2 separate regions of the Cricetulus griseus genome follow, and region 2 is linked to region 1. Evidence: chromatin contacts called from public Hi-C data. All regions are on one chromosome and are shown on one strand. The core of a region is the stretch at or near the end of the contact, and the rest is flanking DNA. Distances in the headings are between cores, read along the strand shown.

Evidence for each region. A called contact is a pair of places that touch in the nucleus more often than the background predicts.
Region 2: a contact with region 1 is called in a Hi-C map of the CHO-K1 cell line, with 5 times the contacts expected there. The contact joins the enhancer-like site here to the promoter of Ssbp3 in region 1. A contact is called at or near these places in 6 of 8 Hi-C or Micro-C datasets (the CHK-Q cell line, the CHL-YN cell line, the CHO-K1 cell line and 2 more).

Annotation. Positions count from the first base shown.
Region 1 is chr2:42,921,785-42,926,037 of CriGri-PICRH-1.0, forward strand. It overlaps Ssbp3 (single-stranded DNA-binding protein 3), which reads right to left and starts at 1,959. Exons shown (of 16, transcript XM_027402359.2): 1 at 1,634-1,959; 2 at 593-665; 3 at 312-373. The coding sequence starts at 1,689.
Region 2 is chr2:42,983,879-42,988,131 of CriGri-PICRH-1.0, forward strand. No RefSeq gene overlaps it. Among named protein-coding and RNA genes, the nearest start is that of Acot11, 43 kb to the right of the region's middle. Within about 2 kb of position 1,748, at least 1 of the 6 cell types and tissues checked has open chromatin away from gene starts, as enhancers often do. A contact at or near this core is called in the CHO-K1 cell line, where this site is marked.

The sequences.
Region 1 (4,253 bases), core at 709-3,208:
TTTCCGAGCCCCCTGCCTAGCGCCCCAGAGTGAGTCGGAAAAGTAAGCCGGTTCTACCCTGGCATAGCAAAATTCAAATCAGTTCCCCACAGGCAGAGAAACACCAGCAAAAACTTCGGGCTGCAGCCTCTTCTGCTTTCTGCCCGTTCTTCCTCGCCAAACCTAATCAGAGCACCCAGAGGTGCCCTGCTCCGGGGAAAGCAGAGGCTAAGGGTAGAGGGCCTGCTCGCTCCAGAGCCCCTGTCTTTGTTCACTAGGACCAGGGCCACAGAACAAAACACACACACAAAAAAACTATCACACAAACTTACCACCACCACGAGTGCAGAAACCCAGGAGGTTCTCCCAGTGTGATGTTTTTTTCCCATCGAATCTAGAAAAGAGGGGGCAGAGGCAGCTTAGAGGGGCAGAAAGCAGGGGGCTGCAGGGCCTTCCTCAGCCAAAAGGCTGTGAAGACCAACTAACAATAAATGCCAAAAGGTGATAAAAATTCAAAATGGTGGCCACAGTGGCTGCTCCTGAAAACAAAGGCTCTAAGAATAGTGGGGAGGAGGGGGGTGTCAAGAAACTGGATGCTGAGAGTCCCACTCACCTCTGATAAGAAGGTCTGTGCAGATTTCTGTGCTCCTACGTGCAGTAAATATTCGTAGACGTATAAAGCTAACCTGGAAAGTGAGTAGGGGCAGAGAGAGAGAGAAAAGGGTCAGACCACACTGAGGCTCGCTCTGGACCTTGCCAGTCGACTCTGAGCCCGGTCTGTGCCATCCCATTGTGGCCATGACAAGAGAAGAGCACCTATCACCCCAGACAGGATCCGGGTCAGAACAGCTAATGAGTGGGTGGGTACCATAGACAAACTGCCCAAAGCGGCGGGAGCTGGAAAACCGTCCCCCAAACTTGAAGTTCCAAGTGCCACTGGGACCAAACCCATCTAGGTCTCACAAACTCGAAAGGCACAAGAGTCCAGAGCGGCTCTCCTTCTCCCAGCCCACTTGAGCTCGCTGCCGTAGCCCTGCTTCGGGGTCCGGGCAGACTCAACCCCAGTCCCGGTACTTGGCGCGCTCTGGAGAGGGCAGCAAAGCGCCGCCCTCAGCATCTCCCCCCGAAACAACTGTCCCCCAAGCCTGGGGCCAGGCCGGCGCCGCCTGCCCAGCCCAGCCCGGCCCGGCCCGGCGCCCCGGAGCGCACCGGGCTGGCGGCAAGGCCGCTGGCTGGGAAGGGAGAGCGCTCCTGGGCGAACAAAGCCCCCGGCACGCACTTCTCACGCCGCGGGCGGACAAAAGGAGCCTTCGGGGCTGCAGAAAGCCACGCGCCCCCTGCCCGCACTCGGTGGGCAAAGTGGAGCCCCCGCGCCCAGCCGGCCGAGCGCACCGGCTCACAGGGGGACCTCGCCCACCCTCGTCGCGGGCCCCCGCGTCCGCTCCGCTGCGCGCCTACCAACTACCCTCGCCCGCCGCTGCCCTGCCGCCCCTTCAGGGTGCCCCAGCCTCCGCCGGCACCCAACAATGGGCTCTCCACGCCGCCGCTGCTGCCGCCGCGGGGCAGAGACCCAGGGCCCAAGGCAGCGCGACCCCCGCGCCCACCTGCCTCCCGCCGCCCGCGGCGCGGCCCCACTCGCGAGAGGCTTGCTTACTTTTCCCGAGCCTGCCCGTCCGAGGGCACCGCCGAGCCTTTGCCTTTGGCAAACATGGCTTGCAGAGAAGAGGGCTCCGAGCCCGCCGCCGCCGCCGCCGCTACCGTCCGGTCTCCCGAGCTGCCCTGCTCCCGGCCCCCTCCCGGCGATCGCCCGCTCGCTCGCGCTCCGCTCGCCGCGCTCCCTCCCTCCCCGGCGCTGGCTCCGCGCTCTTTCCAGCTGTCAAAGCGTCAGCCCCGGCCGCGGCCCCATCGCCTTGGAACTCCTCCCGCGCCGGCTCGGCCTGAGCTGTGCCGCCGCCCGCCCGAAGCCTGCCAGCCGCTTGCTCGCTGCTCGTGGCCCGCGCGCCCGCCGCGCCGCCCGGCTCCGCCTGCGCCGCCCTCTGCGCCTTCAGCACCGCTGCCGCTGCCGTCGCCGCCGCCGCTGGTCTACTTGGAGCTCAACCGAAGTGGCTGCCCCGGCAGGAGCGCGGCGGGCGTCCACGCCCCGCGACGGACGGCGCGACGGCCAATCGGCGCGCGGGGGCGGGCCCGGAGGCCGGGAGGGACGCCTGTCAGCGCGGCCGCGCCAGTCCCGCTGCGCCTCCTCCGTGAGCCGCTGCCCGCTCGTGCGCTGGCCAGGGGAGCGGAGGGCGAGCCCTGGCGCTGGGGGGGCGGCGGCGGCGTGAGGGGCTCGGGCCTGGACCGGAGCACCCGGCCGGCGCCGCGGGGACTGGGCGATGCGGCAGTAGCCGCGAGGGAGGCGCGGACCCGGCTGGCCCGCGCGCCCCTTTCCGCGTCGCCCTGGTCCCCGGCGCCCCCGCCCTCCCCGCGCTGATCTTGCCCTCCGCGGGCCAGGACCCCGGCCGGCCCAGCTCCCCGCCCCACCCTGGGCTGCCTGCGCCCAGCCCGGCTCCCTGAGCCCGAGCCCGAGCCAGGACTGCACGCGGAGCTGGGCGGCCGAAGCTGGCGCCAAATCGCACGGCTGCTTCTTTACTAGATCGTTAAAATACTTTGGGAAACCCCAAAGTGGATCCGCGCGAAAATGGCCCTTGGCGTGCTCCGGGCGAGCCTCGGGAGAGGAAAGGGGGTTTTAGACTAGAAGGAGGCAGAGTGATTTCTCCCAAAATTTCTGAGGTGTGCCAACCCTGGCAAGTTAGCCCCCCTCGTCTTCTCCGCGGGCACTGGTTCCGTTTGGGTGAGGGACGTCACCTGGACGCCTCGCGACTCAGAATGCGCACCGCAGAAATCTCAAACTTCAAATAAATGGAGCTAAATTGGGGAGTAGGGGGGACCAGAGTGGGGGGAGGGGAAGCGTCCATTGTCAATGACCCAGGTGTACAATGGGAAATGGGGGGTTGGCAGAGTGACCAAGCTTTTTGCTACCGACTCCTTTCTGTCCAATCGAGGACCCCAAAAACCCTGCAGCGTACCCTCATTGAGGACTCCAGATCAGAAACTGGTGAAATAGGGATGGCTCCCCCATTTTCATACTGTTTTCAGAGCGCGGTTCTCTTTAAATGTGATAAAACACTGTCGGCACTGTCTCTTTAAAAGAGTCAAGCAGAAAAAGCTGTGTAAGCGCTGATTGGCTGCCTGTTTGGATACATCTTTAGGGGAGCCTTGAAACTGTTAGCCTAGGTTGATTTTTTTTTTTTAACTGCGCTGTTCCAATAAACAAGTAACGCCCCTCCCCCTAACATGCCTCGCACCAAACAATTAAAGGATAGGTCAGTGTCCTGGGGAAAACACGTTTCAAGTAGGAAAACTCAGGACTAGATTTCAACAAAATAAACAATAATTCCCTACCATTAAAGTTTGCTTATTTTGCTCTACAAAAGAGAGAAAGGGGGCTTTTAAAAGAAATGCCCCGCAGCAAACGGATCTGCACTGGTTCAGGAAGGAGACTCCGTGTGTGTTTTTGGAATAATGTTCTGCTCTTGTTAACAGCCTCCCTAAATTAGAATACAGCCTAACACCGTGGACCCCTCTGGACTCTGCTCTCTACTAGGAACCAGAGCTCAGACGGAAGAAGGGCAGGAAAAAAGAAACACTGAACCTTAGTTTGGGGATGTCTGTGCCAGCCCCTAGTTTAAAGGTTGTTTTGTCAAAGAGGGGAGAAGCACGGAGGTTGGGAGTTGAAATACAATGGTAGGGGGGAAAAAGGAAATAATTACAGTTATTTTTCCCCTAGGCGGTTTAATTTAATAGGGCCAACTTAAGGTACCTTAGAGCCCGCGCTAATTAAATCGGTCTGTTCATACCCTTCCTTTGGACTTCCTTGCATTTTTGATGGGCTAGGAATGGCCAGGGATGGCTTGTCAACACACTGACTCACAAGATGCCTGACTCACTGGTGTCTGCAGGGCCCGCGGATTACGAGGACCAGTTGGGTCTTGGGGGAGGGAAGGCGCTGCCCTTCGGGGGGCCCACAGTCAGGCACTCTCGAGCTGGCCATGCCCTCGCAGCCCCGGGGCTCTGGCGCCTCCGAGCCACTTGCACATACACTTTCTAGCCTGTCAGCTGGCAAAGGGTTTTATCTGGGGGAGGGGGTCTTTTAATCTCTTTTGATAGTCTGATGTTCCACCAGGCCAGGATTCTTCTTGCCTTTTCTCCCTCGCAAAAGGTCTGGCCCCTCCTTC
Region 2 (4,253 bases), core at 498-2,997, 62 kb after region 1:
GAATGAGTCCCAGGACAGACAAGGCTACATACAGAGAAAACCTGTCTCTAAAACCAAATAAATAAATGAAAAAGAGAGGTGTGGGGAGAGATTGATTCTGGGGGCTGGAGAGATGGCTCAGCAGCTAAGAGCACTTGTTGCTTCTCCAGAGGGTCCCAGTTTGGGTCCCAGCATTCACACGGAAGCTCTCAGCTATCCATCCCACAGGGTCTGTCACCTTAATTGACATACAAACATGCAAGCAAGACATTTAGATCCAGGTCAAAAAACATCTAAAATTTCTTTTTTAAAGACAAGGTTCTGTTTGTTTGTTTTTTATGACTTTGAACTCACAGAGATCCATCAGCCACTGCCGTGCCCAGCCAGAGGCTGTTTTTGTATGGCTTGGTCTGTGAACTTTGGAACCTCATCCCCTCATCCCACTCATGGCCTGTACTACACTTGGTCTAAGTCCTCTGGTCTCTGGAGGGAAGACATAACCCAGACTCACTCAGCACTAAAGTGACTACCCCAGACACCCACGATTTCTAGTAGTGGCAGGGACTGGCTGAAGAAAAGCTGCATTGAGCGGACAGCTGGCAGAGGAGAGTGGGTACTGTCATGGAGCCAGCTCTGCCTCCCTAATACTGCTAGCAACTATAGGTTCCTGTTTGAATTGTGCCCTGGTTTTCTCTTAGGGGCTCCCTACTGCTAGGAATAATGCATGAGGCGGAACTTGGTGGACTCCATGACAGGCAAGGGTGACCGAGGCAGAGGGACGAACATGCCAGGCAGACAGAGCTTAGTGAGAAGTTTTATTAGAAAGGGGAGGGAAGGGGGAAGGAAAGAGAAAAGAGGTAAAGAGACACAGAGACAGAGAGAGACAGGACAGAAGAGAAGAGGGAGACAGGACAAGTCCTGTCTGCCCCAGGGGAACAACAGAAAAGAGAGCATAAGTGGGCGGGGTCTTTCTTTTAAAGGGGTCCTTTGCACCTGCGTGCAGACTATGCAACCACGGAACCCTGGGCTGACCTTACTGGGTAGTGTCCACTGAGCTGCAGACTGACTCTCACCTGCTCCTCTAGCCCACACCCTTCCAGTCCAGCTCAGCGATCTGCTCAACTTCCCGGGCATGCACGTAGTCCATAGCTGTTGAATGGATGAGTTCATGAATACCCATAGCTCTGCTTGATCTACAAGCTTTTCTTCATCACCCCTTTTCTAAGAAACCTTCATTGAAATTTCCCAGAAGAGTTCATCACCATCAGATACATAGCAAGACTCTACCTAGCACTTGCAGTGCCAAGGAGGGCAGGGTGAACAGGACAAGACCCTGCATTACCTCCATGGCTCTGCAGCGCTCAGCTCCAGGGAACCGTCTCCAGTGGACCAGCCTGCAGAGCGGTTCTGTTTGCACCTGGAGCTCCTGGGCTGGCTCGGGCTCCTGGCTAAGGCCATCTCGGTATGTGGCTGATTGCATTGTCATCCACCACGCATCCCTCCCCACCCCAATCTGGAATTTGGAGAACAATGTGAGCAAGAACAGGAGCGATGCAGTGCTGGCCACTGTTCACTGAGCCTTGAGAATCTGTGGGGTGACAGGCACCTGGCCCACATCATGGCCACCCTGAAGGTACACACTGACCTGGGATCCAGCCCAGCCCTACGGGCCACACAACTCCCCAGCGGCCCCTCAGCCCTAAGGGAGCCTCTTCCGGAGGCTGGATTCCAGGAGCCTCCTCTTTCTAAGCCCTGCCCTGCACACCCCCTCCCCCAGCACTGGCCTGGCTTCCTGGAATTTCTCCTCCTAATTGAAACCAAACACCGGGGCTCCTCAAGGGCTGTGCCCCAGAGGCCCCGTGGGTTTCTCTTTTCCTCCCTCCTCCCTTTCCCGAATGGGGCCTCTGGGGGTGCTGGGGGTGGGGTGCTCAGTCCAAGGCAGCACGGGAGGGGGTATTTTTATGCTGAATGAGGGGTAACCGGCTCTCCAGCTGCTGGCCTGTGAATGAGCTAGACTTGCCTGCTTCACAACTGGGGAAGTATTGGAAGGACAGAATGGTGATCTAGGCAAAGGCCACTGGGATGGTCGGGTCAACTGGGACTGACCCAAGTAAATTCTGGATCAACCCTGTCTCAGGCAGTAGGTCTAGAGACTGGGAGGATGGGTTGGTGAAAGTCAGCCCCATCTAGACCTTCTGTGTGGCCTTGGGCAAGTTATTTCCTTCCCCGGCTGAACCTGGAGTTCCTCAAGGTACCAGGATGGGGATATGTGGGACTTGTCTCAGATGACGTACATAACTACCACGTGGTCTTAGCGATGAAGCTAGACATGCTTACCCTTTCCAGTAGATCTACAGGGCTAGAGGGAGGCAGCCTGAGAACATGTGAGGCTGTGGATAGCTGCAGTTGGGAAGGTCGCTGGGGGTCAATAAATGTTTGTTTAATGAAGGAATTCTCTCCACTTTTAACAAACATTTACTGAAAGTCTTTCTTGCTTAGATGTGCTGAGGCAAAACCCAACGGCAGCAAGGCTTGAGCCCCTGAAGGTGGAGTCTGGGAAGAAAGCCCATCAAGACCCCCTGGATGACCCTGCAGGCTGATGCTGTCACCAGGAAGCAAGGGGCCTTTGGGAGGGCCTGACCAAGACGGGGCTAGGGACAGAGTAGTTAGGACAGCTCTCCAGAGAAAAATGACCAAGTGACCTTCTCTTTTGTTTCGTTTTTCCAGACAGGGTTTCTTTGTGTGACAGTCCTGGCTATCATGGAACTCACTTTTTAGACCAGGCTGGCCTCGAACTCACTGAGATCCACTTGCCTCTGCCTCCCTAGTGCTGGGATTAAAGGTGTGTGCTACCACCGCCTGGCCAGAGTGGCCTTGATGCTCTTTCTTCAACCAGCACTTATCATTCCAAGTCACCTGAACCCAGGTGCTGCTGGAGGCATGACTGGGAAGTGCATGCTGGGAAGCCTAACGTGGACTGGTGTTGGCCAGGCGAGAGATAGCCCTGTTTCCTGCCAGGCCGATGCCACATCCTTTCTTCTACCCTATTTCCATTTTAACAACTGTGGTGGCCCCCTCCTTCTCTTCCTCCTCCTCAATAGCAGCAGCTGTCCTGGAACTCACTATATAACCGAGGCTGGTCTCCAATTCACGGCAACCCCTCTGCCTCTGACTTCCAAATGCTGGAATTACCAGCATGTGCTTTTGCTCCTTAACTGTAACTACTTTATTTAGAGTGTGGCTTTGGAGCCTGTCCTGGAACTTATTATGTAGACCAGGTTGGCCTTGAACTCACATAGATTCACCTGCCTCTGGCTCCTGAGTGCTGCGATTAAAGACATGTACCACCACTACCCCATACTTCCATTTTTTAGAAAAGATTTTTATTTTGTGAGTATTGGTATTTTTGTCTGCATGTGTATCTCTGAACCACATATGTGCAGTGCCTATAAGGCATAAGAGGGCATTGGACTTTCTGGAATTAGAGTTACAGACAGCTAGCTGCCATGTGGGTGCTGGGATTTGAACACCGGTCCTGTGGAAGAACAGTCAGTGCTCTTAACCACTGAACTATCTCTCTGGTATCCCCAATTGCCTATAACTTTTTTTTTTTTACATGCCTATGTTCCTCACTGTGCTGCCCCAAAGATACAGAGTGCAAGTCAAAAGAGTGAGTCACAGCTCGTTTTATTCTATAGTAGCCATATCGTATTAATTCATTTTGGGATTATGCATTCACTTTTTTCATTAATTAAATTAGTTCTTTGACAGTTTGATACATACGCACAGACATACATGTTCTCATCCCTCACACTCTTTTATCTTCCTCCTATCCCCATCACATCTCCTCTCTCTTCACAGGTTTTCTTCCCACATTCACACCGTTTTGTTTTGTGACCCACTGATATTAACCAGGTCTGTCTGTATGACCACCAGTTTGGAACTGTCCATTGAAGCCTCCCTCGTGGTTTTAATGTTTGGTAAGCAAGTGAAAGCATTGACTGTCATCCCACTCCCTGAATCCATCAATTGCCAATAGTTCAGAAAGGAGAGGGAGGGCCCCATGAGGCCCTCTCAATACATGACTGACCGATGACAGGCACAATGTAATTTTATTTTTCTTGAGATAGGGTTTCCTGTAGCCAAGGCTAGCCCTGAACGCCTGATCCTCCTGCCAAGTGCTGGGCTTACAGACATGTATCAATGTGCTCAGCCACATTTACTTGTTAGCTTGTGTGTGCCTTACTGACGACTGAACTCTACCACTGATCTAC